2 separate regions of the Oncorhynchus mykiss genome follow, and region 1 is linked to region 2. The links are chromatin contacts, called in public Hi-C maps. All regions are on one chromosome and are shown on one strand. Each heading gives the region's core, a stretch centred on a gene start, on an enhancer-like site or on the middle of the called end of the contact. The rest is flanking DNA. Distances are from core to core; before and after follow the strand shown. Region 1 overlaps LOC110528605 (glutamate receptor-interacting protein 2). Region 2 holds the start of lsm3 (snRNA-associated Sm-like protein LSm3).

Evidence for each region. A called contact is a pair of places that touch in the nucleus more often than the background predicts.
Region 1: a contact with region 2 is called in a Hi-C map of liver, with 5 times the contacts expected there. The contact joins the enhancer-like site here to the promoter of lsm3 in region 2. A contact is called at or near these places in 2 of 3 Hi-C or Micro-C datasets (blood and liver).

What each region holds. Positions count from the first base shown.
Region 1 is chr7:81,705,208-81,710,087 of USDA_OmykA_1.1, reverse strand. LOC110528605 (glutamate receptor-interacting protein 2) reads left to right here. Exons shown (of 24, transcript XM_036984212.1): 17 at 554-698; 18 at 3,775-3,914. Among protein-coding and RNA genes, the nearest start is that of LOC110528604, 87 kb to the left of the region's middle. Within about 2 kb of position 3,172, at least 1 of the 11 cell types and tissues checked has an H3K27ac peak or open chromatin away from gene starts, as enhancers often do. A contact at or near this core is called in liver, where this site is marked.
Region 2 is chr7:81,428,818-81,434,043 of USDA_OmykA_1.1, reverse strand. It overlaps lsm3 (snRNA-associated Sm-like protein LSm3), which reads right to left and starts at 1,992. Exons shown (of 5, transcript XM_021610723.2): 1 at 1,974-1,992; 2 at 1,784-1,869; 3 at 810-920; 4 at 308-403. The coding sequence starts at 1,804. It overlaps LOC118965322 (a long non-coding RNA gene), which reads left to right and starts at 3,444. Exons shown (of 6, transcript XR_005052680.1): 1 at 3,444-3,664; 2 at 3,872-3,922; 3 at 4,055-4,139; 4 at 4,495-4,625.

The sequences.
Region 1 (4,880 bases), core at 1,923-4,422, 270 kb before region 2:
CGAGCCTTTTCTCTCCCTCCTTTCTCTCTATTGGTGGGATCTGCAGACGCGTTTCACACATGTCCTAATTCTAAGAATAAAGCCATCACGGGTACATTATAAAAGGGCCATTTTCATTTCCTCTGTGCATTTCTTATACTGTGTGGAGGATGAACAGCCCATCCGTCAGACATTATTGAAATTGTATTGCTTTCTGCCTGCCTGTGAATTCTGGATTTTTAGTATGTCTAGGGAGCTGTGTGATTATCTTTGCCTTAAAGTGTAGCCTGAATCTCTCCCTCTCTCTCTCCCTCTCTCTCTCTCTCTCTCTCTCTCTCTCTCTCTCTCTCTCTCTCTCCCTCCCTCTATATATATGCAGTATCTCTCTCTCCCTCCCTCTCTCTCACTTTTTTTGTATCTCTCTTTCCTTCCTTCCTCTCACTTTCTCTGTCTCTCACTCTCTTTCTTTCTCTCTGATTTCCTGTATACCCTGAAGTCACCCCCGCCCCCCTCTCTCTAATGGTCTCTCCTCCCTCCCTCTCTTCCCTCTCCCTCTCTCTTACCTCCCCCCTAGATGAACAGGAGACGTCTGGTTCTATCATCTATACGGTAGAGCTGAAGAGATATGGAGGCCCCCTGGGCATAACCATCTCAGGAACAGAGGAGCCATTTGACCCGATCGTTATCTCTGGCCTCACCAAGAGGGGCCTGGCTGAGAGGTGAGACAGCCAGGGCCAGGACAGGGGGGCAGTGGGGACAGAGGGGACAGAGGGGACAGAAGGACAAAGGGACGGGGGCCAGCGTTTCATCTCCAGCCTCACCAAGCGGGCCTGGCTGAGAGGTGAGACGGCCAGGGCCAGGACAGGGGGGCAGTGGGGACAGAGGGGACAGAGGGGACAGAAGGACAAAGGGACGGGGGCCAGCGTTTCATCTCCAGCCTCACCAAGCGGGCCTGGCTGAGAGGTGAGACGGCCAGGGCCAGGACAGGGGGGCAGTGGGGACAGAGGGGACAGAGGGGACAGAAGGACAAAGGGACGGGGGCCAGCGTTTCATCTCCAGCCTCACCAAGCGGGCCTGGCTGAGAGGTGAGACAGTGGACCCTGGGATCTTGCTTCCCTGGCTGGGGCCTGCCCGACAAAGGCTCCTGACTGTGGGGCTAGAGTCAACCCGTCCTCTGACCCTGGTGTTCTCAAGACCTTCTTCTCAAATACATTTTCAGAAAGGAGAGGGAAGGAAATATTATTTGTGAAAGAGACCCAGGGTCGGCAAGAGGCATACAGGTCAACTCCAGCCCCACGGTCAAGGGCCCTTTGTGGGGCTGGCCATACAGGCCCTGGCCCTCTTCACCCAACTCTACCTTATGGAGTCAGAACACACTACATCCCCCTCCTCCCTCCTTCTGCCCCCCCCCCCCCTCTCTCTCTCTTAAACTCTCTCTCTTAACCTCCCCCACCTCTCTCACTCTCTCTCTCTTAACCTCTCAATCTTTCTTTCTCTTAACCTCTCTCTCTCTCACTCTCTTAACCTCTCTCTCTCTCACTCTCTTAACCTCTCTCTCTTTCTCTTAACCTCTCTCTCTCTCTTTCTCTTAACCTCTCTCTCTCTCTTTCTCTCTCTCTCTCTTAATCTCTCTCTCTCTCTCTCTTAACCTCTCTCTCTTTTAATCTTTCAATCTCTTTCTCTTAACCTCCCTCTCTCTCTCTCTCTCTCTCTCTCTCTCTCTTTTAATCTCTCTCTTAATCTCTCTTTTTCTTAACCTCTCTCTTTCTCTTAACCTCTCTCTCTCTTAATCTCTCTCTCTCTCTCTCTCTCTCTCTCTTAACCTCTCTCTCTCTTAATCTCTCTCTCTCTCTCTCTCTCTCTCTCTTAACCTCTCTCTCTTTTAATCTCTCAATCTCTTTCTCTTAACCTCCCTCTCTCTCTCTCCCTCTCTCTCTCTCTCTCTCTCTCTCTCTCTCTCTCTCTCTCTCTCTCTCTCTCTCAATCTCTCTCTCTCAATCTCTCTCGTAATCTCTCTTTTTCATAACCTCTCTCTCTCTAACTTCTCTCAATTCAATTCAATTCAAGCTCACCCCCTCTGTCCCCCCTATCTCCCACGCAGCCAGAGATCACAACCTCTCGTCTTTTAATAGATTGACAAGGATTTAACTTTTAACGCCCACCAACCACTGTGTGTGTGTGTGTGTGTGTGTGTGTGTGTGTGTGTGTGTGTGTGTGTGTGTGTGTGTGTGTGTGTGTGTGTGTGTGTGTGTCTGTGTGTCTGTGTGTCTGTGTGTGTGTGTGTGTGTGTGTGTCTGTCTGTCTGTGTGTGTCTGTGTCTGTTTCTGTGTGTGTGCATGCGTGCCTAAGACACATGGCCTATGTACTCCTCTAACATGTGAACTGAAGAAAGCCTTTCAGTCCATGAGAGACCATCTGATTCCCTTCTACACTACTCATAGCATTCTGTTCTCATACAGACCACCAGTCACAGACTTGGGTTCAAATAGTATTCAAAATGTATTAGTGTTTGCTTTAGCCTGCCTGGAGTGCCAGATGGGCGGGGTTTACAGTTTTGCCACAATTCTATTGGTTCCATTGCATCAGACAAGCTCAAACAAGCCCATATAAAAGTATTTGAAATTATTTCAAATACTATTTGAACCCAGGTCAACACCAGTCCCGTGCCGCTAGCTTATGTACATTTTGATCAACATGCATTTAAGTATATTTATATTATTTGTCCTGTTTTTTGGTGTAGACCTGGTTTCAAATAGTATTTTGAAATATTTCTTACTTCAGCCGCACTTGATTGAGCTTTTCTGGTGCAATGTAACCAATAGAATAGTCCCCAAACCGTCCTGAATCCAACACTCTAAATATTTGATAGAAAACAAATACTTCTTTAACCCAGGTCTGTCAACAGAGTGGAGGCTCTGTCGTATCGCCTCGTCAGAGATCACAGACAGACAGACAGACAGACAGACAGACAGACAGACAGACAGACAGACAGACAGACAGACAGACAGACAGACAGACAGACAGACATACAGACAGACAGACAGACAGACAGACAGACAGACAGACAGACAGACAGACAGACAGACAGACAGACAGACAGACAGACAGACAGACAGACAGACACTGGACAGACAGACAAAGGCTTATCATTGTTTGACCTCGATCATGATCACTGTTCCTGCAGACTCATTGGCACACGCTCACATCTTGACTCATATGTTAGTGTATATCTAACCAGATAAGGGAATCTGTTTTCATTTCTACCAGAGTGGGACTTTTGGGTCAACTTAACGGGCAAAGCTATTCTGCATGTTTACAGCTGTTATATAAACAACTAATGTTTTTTAAACATGATCTCTTTTAGTAAAGGGATTGTACCTATGAAAACAATTGATTACATTAAATCATTAGGTATGTTGGATGGGTTAAACAGGAGGCATGACAAATCATCATGATCCATCTTATAGGCACAATTATATTACAGTACTGCCATCAAATAAATCATCTCTAATTTACCATCTCCATAAAGTAGGGCCTGGAGTTTTCCCACCAAGTATTTCCTGACTAGAGATTTTCCTGGTCAGGTCACGTTATCATGAAAAACGACCTGGCTGGTCCCACTTAAGCTATTTGTCAACATTCCAGGACCCATAATAATTTATACTGATCTAGAATCAGGTTCCCTGCTTTCTATAGAATCTTATTCATCATGATCTAAAAGACATTATTATGATCCTGGATCAGCTTTCCTACTCTGAGACCCTGACACCATTTAACATGTCGTCTTCCCCGTAGGACCGGAGCCATCCATGTGGGAGATCGTATCCTGGCTATCAACAGTGTCAGTCTGAAGGGAAAGCCGCTCAGCGAGGCCATTCACCTGCTACAGATGGCCGGGGAGACGGTCACACTCAAGATCAAAAAACAGGTCGACAGTAAGTGTTCACAAAATCAATCAATCGAGTTCATTAATAAAAGCCGTTTTTTATAACAGCAGCTGTCACAAAGGGCTTTTACAGTAACCCAGCCTAGACCTCAAAGAGCAAGCAGGAAAGACTCCTCATCATCTTTTACAGTAACCCAGCCTAGACCTGAAAGAGCAAGCAGGAAAGACTCCTCATCATCTTTTACAGTAACCCAGCCTAGACCTGAAAGAGCAAGCAGGAAAGACTCCTCATCATCTTTTATAGTAACCCAGCCTAGACCTGAAAGAGCAAGCAGGAAAGACTCCTCATCATCTTTAAAAAGTAACCCAGCCTAGACCTCAAAGAGCAAGCAGGAAGAACTCCTCATCATATTTTACAGTAACCCAGCCTAGACCTGAAAGAGCAAGCAGGAAAGACTCCTCATCATCTTTTACAGTAACCCAGCCTAGACCTGAAAGAGCAAGCAGGAAAGACTCCTCATCATCTTTTATAGTAACCCAGCCTAGACCTGAAAGAGCAAGCAGGAAAGACTCCTCATCATCTTTTACAGTAACCCAGCCTAGACCTGAAAGAGCAAGCAGGAATGACTCCTCATCATCTTTTACAGTAACCCAGCCTAGACCTGAAAGAGCAAGCAGGAAAGACTCCTCATCATCTTTTACAGTAACCCAGCCTAGACCTCAAAGAGCAAGCAGGAAAGACTCCTCATCATCTTTTCCAGTAACCCAGCCTAGACCTCAAAGAGCAAGCAGGAAAGACTCCTCATCATATTTTACAGTAACCCAGCCTAGACCTGAAAGAGCAAGCAGGAAGAACTCCTCATCATCTTTTATAGTAACCCAGCCTAGACCTCAAAGAGCAAGCAGGAAAGACTCCTCATCATATTTTACAGTAACCCAGCCTAGACCTGAAAGAGCAAGCAGGAAGAACTCCTCATCATCTTTTATAGTAACCCAGCCTAGACCTCAAAGAGCA
Region 2 (5,226 bases), core at 743-3,242:
CAATCTAGGGGCCTCCTATGGTGTAACTAGCCTGATTCAGCTTATCAACCAGATAATTATTAGAAGCAGGTGTGCTAGATTAGGGTTGGAGTTAAAACCTACAAGAGGGCAGCTCTCCAGGAACAGGGTTAGAGTTAACCTACAGCAGGGCAGCTCTCCAGGAACAGGGTTAGAGTTAACCTACAGCAGGGCAGCTCTCCAAGAACAGGGTTGGAGAACCCTTCACTAAAGTCTGAGACTTTAGGCCAAGCCCTGGTGTAGCTGAAATTTCTGCAGTTGAAAAGGTGGCGTAAGCCCTTTTTCATACCTTGTAAATTTCTTCATACGTCTCCTCATCAATCTCTACTGTTGTCACCGTCTCCTCAACATCTCCCAAGATCATGTTCAAGTGCTGATCGTAGGCCTGGAACAAAGATAAAAACGCATTAGACTTATGCAGGCCTATAGTTCGGCGAGACAAGATGATAAAGCTCGCATTCAGGGTGACAGCTATACACAACATTATAAACTAGGTGATTCGGGCCCTGAATGCTGATTTGCTGACAGCCGTAAGGTCAAGGTATGACAAAACGTTTATTTTTAATGATCTAATTACATTGATAAGCATTTTGTAATAGCAATAAGGCACCTCAGGGTTTTGTGATATATTGCCAATATACCATGGCTAAGGGCTTAGCCATGGTATATTGGCCATATACCACATCCCCTTGTGCCGTATTGCTTAGACTACATCATTGTTCAAACATTCGGCAACATTACAAAAGCAACCAAGATGATCACCACGGTCATACAACTAACTAACTACCTACGTTCAATCTGCCCCTGAGTTCTCGGTCGTTTCTCATCTTAACATATATCCTTTCATCCAAACTGAGCCTGATCAGATCCAGGGGCTCCTCCACTGTGTTGGTGGTCGTTTGCTGCAACACAAACCAAAATGGGTTAGGAAGTTGTTCACACTAGATATCGTTTTCATGCTAAAATGGTTGTCAATAAGTAGCCTAACTTGTGTTAGAATCACATTTCAAGCATAGACTATAGATATGAATACATTTAAAGTTACAAGACCTCTCTGTGTGTCTACTTCGCGTAGAGCTCTGGTCCAGGGCGTTAGTGCGCTGGTCTACATCTATTCAAACCCATTACCATTGCCTGGGGACCAGACGTTGAATTTCTAAATTCACCGCCTGGAACATGACAGTGTTTGATTATGGAAATGTCTCTCTAAGGTCCTCTACAAGCCGGAATGTTTAAAACCTACTATTTACACGTACTCTGCCTATTGTCCATGGTGTTAATCCTTCAACTACTCGACATTTTCTATAAAATATCTACAGTATCCAGTCTCGTTTACCCGAATTGTTATAGCACGTGCCTTTGTTCATGAGCAAAACATTTGCCATAATCTTAGACCCGCGTTTTGAAGTTGGGTTATCAACAGCGTTACTTTCCGATGGATATGTTATCTCAAAATTCGACCAACACCACGGCCAATCGGCAGAGTAAGTTTCAATATAATTGTATTCAACATTAGTGTCTGGTTAGCGACTTGACTAATATACAAGCTAGCTTGTTTGCTACGATTGATAGCGATGGCTGCTAATCACCATGCTAGCTAGCCTCTCTTGCCAATTAAAACCCACACCCATGTTTTTGCAATGATGCTGTTGGCGTAATCTACTGATACAAACCGGTGTACAAGTCTATTTCCCTACTCGAGTCTAAATAAATAAATGTTTTGCACAGAGAAAGATTGATCATAAAACGTTTAGCTAACGCCAACCTGTTCAACTTCATCCGCCATTTTTGAACAGTTTCCCAGAATTCCTTGTGGTGAAAGGGTATGTTCGATTTGTTCACAGAAGTAAACTGTTAAGCAAGTAGATTTACATGAGATGCACAGTACCAGCGCTGCGTACATTCAGTATCCTTCAAATGTTGATTTCATTCATGGCGATTAATAATTTACCTACCTCAGCTCGACCCTGATAAACAATAAATAGCAGTCAATCAATGCAAAAGCGCCCCGCAAAACCACGCAGATGGGTGCGTTCCAGGGTGTATCCGATTTGAGAGGTCGAAAGTTTATTGAACGTGCGATTTTCCCATCCTTTCATGTTATTAATAGCCTACTTTAGGTTTTGCCTTTAGTGTTATAGCCTGGTTGAGATATGTCGCGCATGTCCATATGATTTGTGTCATTAGGTGGGTTTTCATGATTTCACACGTGAGTGAAACCGAGATGCGATTTTTCCCGCATGTCCTCGCCACGCGGGAGAGAATCCAGGGATGAGTCATGCAACCGCAGTAGACTTACACACCTCATCATCCTTCTCACCGATACCATCATCACACTGTGATGCTGATCATTTAAGCAGGAGGACAAGAGTGTCTGGGAATTATATATGTTTTTATGTTATTTATTTTATGTTTGTGTGGTAGGCTATCCGAGGTGAATGAGTTCTCCGGTTGCGGTTCTTGCGGTGTGCTTCTCCCGGTGTCTTGTAGTGTTTGAATGTTAAATGACGAGACAGAGGCGTTGATCACTGTGCCATCTTACACCCATAGCAGTATGTGTCTCAGAAATGCTCCGTATGTAACATCTTGATCTGTTTTATTCTAGAATGTTCTGGGGCCATATTGTACCAATGTCAGCATGTAAACTGTCCATTTTATATGAATTTGAAAGGGAGAACTCTCACATCAGAATGACATCTTGACTGTAAATTGTATCGATTTTTTTATATTTATTTTTAATTTTTAGATTTCATGTTTTTCATTGATCAACACGAATCCTCATGTAGCTATTGTATAGTTATAGACTTTTCAATATTTACATAGGGAGTTCCTTTTATGTAGCCAGGTAGGCTAAATGGCAATCATTAATAAAGGTTTCTAGCAGCAAAGCAGGTTTTGTGAAAGTAGGTTTTAAAGCAGTTTATATACAGTATGTAAATGCACCAAAGGAATGTAGGGCTAAGCAACTAAATAGTCTCTTGAGATGTAAAGTGTATTGTAATGTAAAATGTGATGTTGTACATGTAAAGTGTATTGTAATGTAAAGTCTATTGTAAATGTAAAGTGTGATGTTGTAAATGTAAAGTGTAATGTAAAGTGTGATGTTGTAAATGTAAAGTGGAATGTAATGTAAAGTGCATGGCAATGTGTATTGTAATGTGTTGTAAAGTGTAGGGTGTTGTGATTTAAAGTGTATTGTAATGTAAAGTATATTGTAATGTAAAGTGTATGGTATTGTAATGCAATGTAATGTAAAGTGTACTGTAATGTAAAGTGTATTGTAATGTAAAGTGTATTGTAATGTAAAGTGTACTGTAATGTAAAGTGTATTGTAATGTAAAGTGTACTGTAATGTAAAGTGTATTGTAATGTAAAGTGTATGGTATTGTAATGTAAAGTGTATTGTAATGTAAAGTGTATTGTAATGTAAAGTGTATTGTAATGTAAAGTGTATTGTAATGTAAAGTGTATTGTAATCTAAAGTATATTGTAATGTAAAGTCTATTGTAATGTAGTGTTTTGTTATTTCAGGTGTCCTGGCCCAGGAGAACATAGTGGGAGACCCTCATGCTCAGGGATCCTCCTACATCGCTGCTTCCTATGTAAAGTACCTGGAGAGTGCTGGAGCCAGGGTTGTCCCCATAAGGTATGTGTGACTGACGTGCTTTGAACCGGGGCCTCTTGAATGCCAGTGCATTATCCCGGATAAGCCAAAGCCTAGTGATTTGCTAGGAAATAAGGCACAATGAAAGGCTTTGTAATCCACCTCCCAGTTTTTTCTCAGTGTGTGTTGAGTGTCAAAGTATGTTAGCTGATTGTAATAATTTACTTCCTTCATTCCTTCCTCTGATAGAATAAACAGAATCGATGAAGAGTATGAGAAGATATTTAACTCAATAAACGGGTGAGTGAAATTATTGTTCACTTATTTATATAACTGTAATCAGATACCTTCGTGGGAATAATTCAAATGTGAAGGACTATAGGCTATTTGATTGGTTGATTGATTCATTGATTCATTGATTGGTTGTTGTAGGCTGCTGCTACCAGGTGGGGGTGTAGATCTGCAGACTTCCCAGTTCAGTCGTCTGTCAAAGATTTTCTGTGATCTGGCTATCAAGGTATTCCATACCCACCAAAATTATATTTGTTTTTTTATCCTTCATTGACGATAAATGTATTGAATAACTATAAAATGTTTTCAAATAAATAATACATTGTTAAATGTCCAATATATGGTACCCACAGTTTATGACACTGACAGCGGGTTCCATTTTGCGCCCTACCTCTTCCCCTTGTCCCTAATGTTTCTATGTTTACAGATCTGAAGTGTCTGATTTAGGTATTAGCATTGTAGTTGTTCAGCTTCCACTATATTACTTCTACCTGTTGAGCAGCACCTGTTGAGCAGCACCTGTTGAGCAGCACCCGTTGAGCAGTACTCCTGTTGTTTCATGCTCGTGTTTTGTCTTCCAGACCAACTGATTACTTCCCCATATGGGGCATGTGCCAGGGCCTTCAGCAGATGACAGTACTGACCAGCAACAAGAACCTTCTGACTCCGACAGAGACCAAGGCTGTGGCCCTGCCTTTCACATTCACCCCAGGTCAGAGACAACACTGTGTTTCTGCATTCTGTATGTGTATAGGCCTGTGTTTGCCTATGAATATTGATATTCAGAGGTGTAAAATGCTTAAGTAAAAATACTTTAAAGTACTACTTAAGTCATTTTGGGGGTATCTGTACTTTACTATTCATATTTTTTGACTACTTTTACTTAATTCCTTAAGAAAATATTGTACTTTTTACTCCGTACATTTTCCTTGACACCCAAAAATAACCGTTACATTTTGAATGCTTAGCAGAACAGAAAACGGTTCAATTCACACACTTATCAACAGAACATCCCTACTGCCTCTGATCTGGCGGCCTCTCACTAAACACACATGCTTTGTTTGTAAATTATGTCTGAGTGTTGGAGTGTGCCCCTGACCTTTCGTAAATAAAAAATAAATAAATAAATGGTGCCATCTGGTTTGCTTAATATTAGGAATTTGAAATGATTTATACTTTTACTTTTGATACTTAAGTATATTTTAAACCCAATACTTTTAGACTTTTACTCAAGTAGAATTTTACTGGGTGACTTTTACTTTTACTTCAGTCATTTTTTATTAAGGTATCTTTACACTTTTACTCACGTATGA